3 separate regions of the Gossypium hirsutum genome follow, and all the other regions are linked to region 3. The links are chromatin contacts, called in public Hi-C maps. All regions are on one chromosome and are shown on one strand. Each heading gives the region's core, a stretch centred on a gene start, on an enhancer-like site or on the middle of the called end of the contact. The rest is flanking DNA. Distances are from core to core; before and after follow the strand shown.

Region 1 (2,700 bases), core at 100-2,599, 210 kb before region 3:
TATATTGTATATATAATTATTCAATTTTAAGTAATAATATATAGAATAATATTTGATACATTTTTAAAAGAGTTTTTAGACTCCACAAACAGGATTAGAGATTGGTAAATGTACTATAGGGTATAGTATAATATTAAAAAATAAATCTTTAAAAGAAAACACATATGATAAAACTTTTAAGATTACTTGTAGAATAAAAAAAAATACTAACCCATAATATATTTATATACATATACAAATTTCCAGAGTTACCTTATTAAAAATTTCTAAAATTTGCAACACAAGATAACGCAAAAATAGTACAAACATTTATTTATTTTTTCTCTCTAAATGAAATTACTATAACAACTAGTTATTAAATATGAAATGAATACACAAGATATGAACACATTATTATTATTTTTATATTGAATCACTCTAACAAACTATATAATTATCATATAATATGAATATATGAATATGTCAAAACTGGTATGAAATAAGCTAACTTAACATAAGAAATTTATTTGTAAATTTACCTATTTAAGTTACACGAATAATAGTATGAACATAAAAATGTTGCAAAAATTTTCATGAGCACAACATAAAGATAAAATGTGTTAGAATCAACACAAAATAAATTGTAAATGTGAAAAAATTATAATAATTTTATATATAAAAATAATGCAAACGCAAAACCTAATTTTTTTATATATATATCCTTATAATAACTTAAACATGAGAAAATAATAAACACAAATTTTATCTTTTTTCAAAAGTTATAGAAACAAAATTCTCTTCTTCTTTTCTTTTGAATTAAGAAATAAATTCTTTTCTATTAGCTATTAAGGAATAACATTTTAAGTTTTTTGTTGTATAGATTTTTCATAAATGAGGCGACTTCATAAATGTTATTTTCATATGCTATTCAAGTCTATTATGGCTTCTTTTTCCACTTTGTTGTTGCTTATTCTCTCTTTTGATAATGATAGTTGATTGTTTCTTTCTTTCTTTCTGTCTTTTCTTTATTGTTTTTTTGTTGTAAGAGATATGATTCTAACATATTTGCGTTATTATATATGTGTCCGGTTTCAGTGGATGTTGGTGATAAGAGGCCGGAGTTCGGACCATGGATGTTGGTGGAACGAAAGGCGAGGCGTGGCCAACGCGTTCATCAGGCTAGCGGCGCGAAAAAAATCTGGAAATGATTCTTTTGGATCTAGTTTTTCGGCGTTTAATCAGGTTGGAGATTTGGGGAGTGATTTGAGGGTGGCTAATGGAGATTTTTCGCAGGAGAAAGTGAGGGAGAGAGGGGCTGTCGGCGATGAGGGTCATAAGGGTAGGTTTAATATGGGTGTTAAAAAGAAATCTGGGCCTTATTTTGAAGCAGGCCGTAGGAGTGCTTCGGGCCGTGGAGACCTTTTAGGGCCTGCTAAGAGTTTTTCTTTGGACAGCTTGGGAGCAAATGATTTGGGCCAGAATACTAAATTAGCTTGGATAAATTTTTGGGAAAAAGGCCTATGGAATTGGAGAATAACGGTAAGAGCAATGAGGGCCCAATTTTCAAATCAAATGCTAATATTTCTTTTTCTTGTGCACGTGCAGGTAGTGAGCAGGATAATTCTAAAATTACTGGATTGGGCGCGGAAGGTGATAACCAAAATTCTTTGAATTTTGGTGTTTCGGGTCTGGTTATTTAGAAAGGGTTAAGGCTCATTTTAACCCAGCTTTCGAAGTGTCTGAAGGAGTCGAAATCCAAATTTCCGAAGGCGTCCTCGATCCCGGGAAATATTCTGCGGTGTCTTTTAAGAAAAATATTATTTCCGATCAACATGCTAAATCTGGAAATCGGTCAGCGGAGAAGCCGAGTTTGGCTTTAGTTTCAGGTTCGGATGTGGACAAATCCGGTTTTATAAATAGAAAGGGTGACATAAAAAATAATAAAATTTGTGGTAGCCACAAGAATTCAAATGCTCTTTGGGGACATGGGAATCGTTTTAAATCTTCTGGTAGTGCACGAATTCCTTTAACAGAGTCCATGGAGGTGATGACGACTATTCTTTCTACTCAAAATCCCAGTCAAAATGTTCTTGATGATTCGAGAGCCGCAAGTTTAAACATTGATGGGGATTTAGGGCTCCTTTGAGAGATTGTTGGTCCAGTAAAAATTTAGCAACTCCAGTTACTTTTTCTTTTCCTCTTTTACTCATATTATTTCTTTTGTTTCTTCTAATCTTTGGTTACTCTTCTTCTCCCCTTTCCCCTTCCCCTTCCCTTTCCCCTTCCCCTTGGTTTGCTCTATAACCTCTGTTTGCTCGCTTACACAATAAGTTTAGAGATAGATATATGATTTTTTTTTTGTTTTGTTTCTGCTTAAAAGATATGTAGAATGATGAATTAAATAACTAAATTTAGTTCAACTTCATTGAAAGTGAAATTTAGGAAGATCGTAACTCTCTTTTTGCTTCGTTTCCCTGTTTCATAGAGGAATGATTTGTTTTTTAATCAGGAGATAAAAATTTAATTGGATTATTTAAGCAAACTTTTTTTGTTTTAAAAAATAATAATTAAGTTGTTATTTTCATGTAATTTTTAAGCTGTGATTGAATTTTTGTAAATTTAATATATTTTATTAAATTATATATTTTTATTAAATTATATTTAATAATAATTTTTAATAATTTATTAATTTTGTAATTGTTAAATAATTTTAAAAACTTC
Region 2 (2,970 bases), core at 287-2,786, 160 kb after region 3:
ACTCACCAAATAGGCCTGAATTGTTGTGTCGAATCACAACAGATTGAAATTGTTGAAACCAGGCTAGGAAGAGCAATTTCCAAGCCTTAAGAACTCATCAAACAAGCCTAACATTGTCGTTCGCGAAAATGTACAGTGTACACAATCGTTAACAAGTAATAAAATGATAAGTATCGAGTATTGTCTCCATCAAGAGTATATAGGCAAATACCATGAAATAATACTTAAGCAAATTTCTGAGAAGATTAATTTCAAGAGGAGTGAGCTACTACCTAAACTAGAATTAACTAAGCAACAAATTAAATTAAAGATGTGAAAACAAGGTAAAAGTAAGACTTTAAACAGTTTAGTTAATATGACCTAAATTTGTTAGAGTAATCTTATTCTTTAACTTAAAATTGTTAAAGCAATGCTAATGATGTTATGGATAATTCCATGGCAGCTCGGTTATTCATTAGCCTATGTAGTCATACTTATTGAACTTATTAAACCTTTCTAGCATATGTCTATGTTAAATCAATTTAATAAATTTCATAAGCAAGCATTAGATATAGTGAAGTAACAGTATAGTACTATACCAAAACAATTTTAATCACATCAATCTTTTACATGGCAATAATATTGGTCAATACTATCACTCATTTAATATAATTCTCCATAAAATATTAAACATGTACCATTCAGATATTGGGTCCATTAATTATAATTTCATTCCGATTAAATAATTAATTCAATTTCATCCTCTCAATTATAATGCAAGAATAACATAAACATGTTTTTATCTGAATGAATTATTAATCGAGGCCTATAATATCAAAAACATAATTTTAATAATTTAGGTGGATAGAATGCAATCAATCTAACATAAACACAATTTAAGTCATTTTAATTAAATTTGGAGCATCGAAATAACTAGCAATCATGTTCATAAATTCAAAATAAATCAAAAGGAATAAAGAGAAAGAAATTAGAAGACAAATTTGATGTTTCTTCGAAGTCTGACTACTGCGCGTCCCTTCCTTCCTTTTCCTTTGTTCTGCCAACCAAAAGTCCTTCAAGATGCTGAATGTTGCTGCTCCAAGAAATCTTGAAATGCTTTCTAAAACTCTCGTGGCTTTTCTCTCAAATGAGAAGAGAAAAGATGGGCAGATGAAGAGGAAATTGGGAGAGATAGGTGAGTGAATGAATGATGATTTGAGTGACCGGCAAGGGGCCTATCTATACATGAGGGGAGTGACTATTTTTAGAAAATTGAATCCTTGAAAATATCTCCCCCATGGCCGACCCTTGCTTTAAGGAAAGAGTGTTGATGACTTTGTTTTTTTTAGCTTGGTGCATAAGAGATAATGTTTGAAAGGAGGAGGGGGTTGAACGACATTCTGAGAAAGTTTTTGAATGTTTTCTAAAAAATTTAAATCAGCTTTGGATGGCTCATTTGGGCTCTTTGATGGACGACTGGGCCACTCTCCCTTAGTGGGCAATTTCAAGCTCTTTCCTCATTAGCAGACTGTCCAATTTTCTGCCTAATTTTTGAGCTGGGTCAAGCATGTCCATGACCCATTATTCCCTTAATTGGGGCGTTCTAGGCTGATTATTAATCAACCCTCCTCTGCATGGCTTGTGCTACAAGGATGCTACATCATTTTGAGCCTCGAAAAGTGACTTCCAAAACTGCCTTTTCTTTAGATGCACCAAACTTTTCCAAATTGACAAAATTGTGTAAGTTTAGCATATAAATAATGAAAAATAAAGATTTGTCTTTAATTTTGTCCACATTCAAAATTTTGTAATAAAATTACAAGAATATGCTAAAAAGCACTCGAAATTTGCAAGAATTATTAGTTAAAAAGTGCTAAAAAATTTGTATATTTTAAACTTATCACATTGCAGTGTCAAATCAAAGCCTTTTTACTCGAGTTCTCACACCCTAAACCCTATAAAAAAACCCAAAATATTTACATTATATCACGATTTTTAAAAAAAAGTAAAAATTTGTTAGTTTTTTAATTCTCAAGGCTCAACCTTTCTCATCCTCACCTATTTAGAAACAAAGTTTTTTTTTCTTTTAATCTAAATTGTTAAATTAGAATAAAGTTTAATTTAAGAATAATGCAAATATTATTCTATTTTGTTAGATTCTATTAAATTTTAAATTCTGTATTTAATTTTTAACATTGAAATATAAATATTTATATCTAAACATTTTAAATATATTCATTATTGCAGATTATAAAAACGGCATCATCATCATCATGTTCTCAGACTGTTTTGAACCACACTTTTTTTTATATATTGTTAAAATAGTAAAATATTTTTTTAACATCATAAATTTGTTGATAATAATAACTTAGATGAGCGTTAATAATTAATTTTATATAAGCAAACTTTTCGCATGCCTATGACCGTGTTTTTAAAACAAGAAGGCATGACCTAGATGTAGCTGAATTTTTTAGGATCGAGAGTTATAATTTGAACCGGGAATTGATATCTGATTTGGTGGAATGGTGGAGACTTGAGACGCATACCTTCCACTAGTGATGCGAGGAGTGTACAACTACACTAGAACGTGTTACACTCCAATTGGGGCTTCTCTAGATGGCTTTGCAGTCACCAATGTAAGCAATGTCAAGACTGCTGAAACCTACGGAGAGCTGCTTGGCAAGATACCGGAGAAAGGAAATTTGGAGGGAAACGAAGTGAAGATGACATGGTTGAGGAAAAATTTTGAAATTGTTCCAAAAGAGGCTACAACGAATGATCTTATGTGTCATGCAAGAGCGTAAATCTTACATCTGTTAGGAAATGTGCTGATGCCTGGGAAATCCGACAATATGGTACACTTGATGTATTTCTAGTTGCTTCAGGATTTCTATCTAGCTGCGCATTATATATGGGGGGCTGCTGACTTAGCATTCTTGTACATGAAAATGTGTCAAGCGACGAATCACAAGTCGCAAGATATTGGAGGAT
Region 3 (2,772 bases), core at 209-2,708:
GAGGTTCACCTGGAGGTAATTATTACTCTAATGATCTAACTATTAGAGTCAATCAAGATTCTACAGGGAAGAGGAATGTTACCTGAAACTAGGTAACATCGGTTAGACCATATAGGATAACAGGTGAAAGAGTCTACCAATGATTATTTAGGAAGGATAATCCACTAAGAAGTGGCAGGATACAACCAATAGAATTAGATGTCACTTCCAATTATCCAGAAGAATGGAACAAGACAATCTTAAAACCTCGGGCCAACGTGTAAGGGTAAGGATCTTAATTTTATGAGATCATTGAAAGGAAACAAGCCAAGACCATAGAGATCCCCGCATCAAGAAAAGAGGCATATACGTCCAAGATAGAGAACTATGGTTAGGGACAAGGCAATGACCACGCCTGTCAAATCTGTAGAAAGCCAATAATAAACAGGAAGTTGGAAAGTTCTTATTTTCAAGATTTTATTTCTCTAAAATTTATGAAGGATAATCATACACTGTTCTCACAGAATCTCACTAGGTTTAATTGAACTTATGAAATTACTACTTGTTTCCAGGATAAAGATTTGACTCGATATGTGATGGAAAGGACCACGCTAGCCAATTTGAGGGATGGATGTAGATGACATTCATGTGTATAGAGTGGCAATTTCCTAGAGGCTAAGCCTAGGGGATTAAATCGGATGCATACATGTTATAGACTTAAGTTAGATTTGTGAATGCTGTCATATTCACTAATGTAATAAAATTTTAAGAACTGTAGCGTTAGAATGATGAGGGTTTTAGTTGAATCTAAATCTTGTAATTTAATAGGGCCAAAATAGTTACTATAAGTCAGACTGAAAATCATGTCTCGTCATTCAAGTTGTCTGTGTCATTTTGTACCCGAACTTAGTGATGGAGTTGAGTGTGAGGTGTCACAAGTAGCCTAGAGTATAAGCGTAATTTTGCATACTGATAGTTGGGCAGATCTTCAAAGAATCAAGAACTGCACTTGCAAAGCTTAACTACAGAGAAGGAAGTCTTGAAGAAATTAGTTACTGAAGCTTCCCTAAAGGAACTCATTTTGAAAGAATAAGTTAAAACCCTTGAGGAATCTAATCTAAAATTGAAAGAGGATACAGCAAAGTTGAAGAAAGGAAACGAGGGTTTGAAGAAGGAGAAGCTCAAGCTAGAGTATTGCATGCAATGAGTTGGTTGCGAAACATGCTAGTGAGGTTGTTTCCCTGGAAAGATCTTATTACGGCAAGGTTACAAAACGAAAAGATAGACATTAGGCATACGTTGGTGCCATAAAGGGGGAAATGAGGGAGAATTTAAAGAAAAAAATGTTGAGATTAAATCTCTACAAGCTTCAGTTGACTCAATCAAAAGGGATAAAGATATTGAACTGACTCTAGCCAAGGAAGAAATGGATAGAAGCATCTCAGAAGCTAAAACTACTACACGCGCTAAAGTTAGTAGTACTTTTAATGGGCTTAACATGGTACTATTTTGGGTGTTCAAGTTGCTTATGGCCCACTTGATATCTCTAATATCTTGCTAGGAAAATTATGTGATGCAATAGTTGAATTTGATGTACTCAATCCCTTAAGTCCTAATTGGGAAGCCTTTAAAGAGAACAGGCAAGCTACCATAATACTCCTCCCCCCCCCCCAACACTTCTACAAATTCAACTCTTGGAAAAGAGGAAAAAGATGGAGGGGATAGGGAGGATTTAGTTGCTAAATGATGTAGTTGCTTATTATTGTTTTTTGAGAGACAATATAATTTGTAATTTGTTTTATTTAATGATGCAAGTGATTTGTCTCAAATTTCTTTTTTACATTTATGCATTTCTTTAACACTAACTTTTTTAAGGTATGAGCTGTCATGGTCCTTTTATAATAGGAGATGGATTTAGTTACATGTCCTGAGGTTGCTCACACAAAAGTCTAATTTGATATTCCTAGCAGTGACGGTAATTCTATGTCCTAAGGTGAAACATTTTAAGACGACCGGCAATCAATTACTCTAGGCCGCACGTAGTCCTTATATAGTCTCAACGAAGACACCCAACTCCAAATTTCGCAAAGTTGAGGTTCGCAAACTAACCTAAGGTTTGCCATGTTATTAGCTCCAGGCAGGGGCGTAGCCAGGGGGCTGGCAGGGGCCCCAGCCCCCCTTAAAATGAAAAATTTTCCATTTATGGCCTTTAATTTTTAAAAATTTTAAATTAGTAAAGATAAAATTGCATTTTGGCTCCCCTAAAAATGATAAAATTTTGATTTAATCCTTTAAAAATTATAAAGATATAGATCAAATGGTGAAATTGTATTTTTACTATCGTAAAAATTAAAATTTAATTTCGATCTCCCTAAAAAAAATTTATGCCTTCGCCACTATTGAGAGGCACGTGTCAGATTCTCTATGGATACACTATTATGTTTGCAAGGTATACTATGAGGTCTGCGAGGTACGGTACATAAAGTATAACAAGTTCGTTGTTATTTCTCATTTGTATTAATTGCTTACAGGCTCAACCACTAGAATTTAATTCACGTGGTTATTAATGAGTACATGTGAGATTCACAAAATATATTTTAAAGTAGACTATGAAATCCTTTATATAAAGTATAATAAGTTATTTATTATTTCTCATTTGTATTAATTGCCGGTAGGCTGAACCACTGGAATTTAATTCAAGTGGTTCTTAACCGTCATGGATGAGGAATTTAGGCTTACATGTATTTTTCATATTTTTCCATATATCTTAAAGGAACAGATTATGTCGATAAT

Evidence for each region. A called contact is a pair of places that touch in the nucleus more often than the background predicts.
Region 1: a Hi-C map of leaf shows a contact between it and region 3, with 3 times the contacts expected there. The contact joins two enhancer-like sites. A contact is called at or near these places in 4 of 34 Hi-C or Micro-C datasets (anther and leaf).
Region 2: a Hi-C map of leaf shows a contact between it and region 3, with 2.2 times the contacts expected there. The contact joins two enhancer-like sites. A contact is called at or near these places in 4 of 34 Hi-C or Micro-C datasets (cotyledon and leaf).

Annotation. Positions count from the first base shown.
Region 1 is chrD07:29,197,845-29,200,544 of Gossypium_hirsutum_v2.1, reverse strand. No RefSeq gene overlaps it. Among protein-coding and RNA genes, the nearest start is that of LOC107956742, 13 kb to the right of the region's middle. Within about 2 kb of position 1,349, at least 9 of the 9 cell types and tissues checked have an H3K27ac peak or open chromatin away from gene starts, as enhancers often do. A contact at or near this core is called in leaf, where this site is marked.
Region 2 is chrD07:28,828,952-28,831,921 of Gossypium_hirsutum_v2.1, reverse strand. No RefSeq gene overlaps it. Among protein-coding and RNA genes, the nearest start is that of LOC121219042, 27 kb to the right of the region's middle. Within about 2 kb of position 1,536, at least 7 of the 9 cell types and tissues checked have an H3K27ac peak or open chromatin away from gene starts, as enhancers often do. A contact at or near this core is called in cotyledon and leaf, where this site is marked.
Region 3 is chrD07:28,989,642-28,992,413 of Gossypium_hirsutum_v2.1, reverse strand. No RefSeq gene overlaps it. Among protein-coding and RNA genes, the nearest start is that of LOC107954652, 45 kb to the right of the region's middle. Within about 2 kb of position 1,458, at least 3 of the 9 cell types and tissues checked have an H3K27ac peak or open chromatin away from gene starts, as enhancers often do. A contact at or near this core is called in cotyledon and leaf, where this site is marked.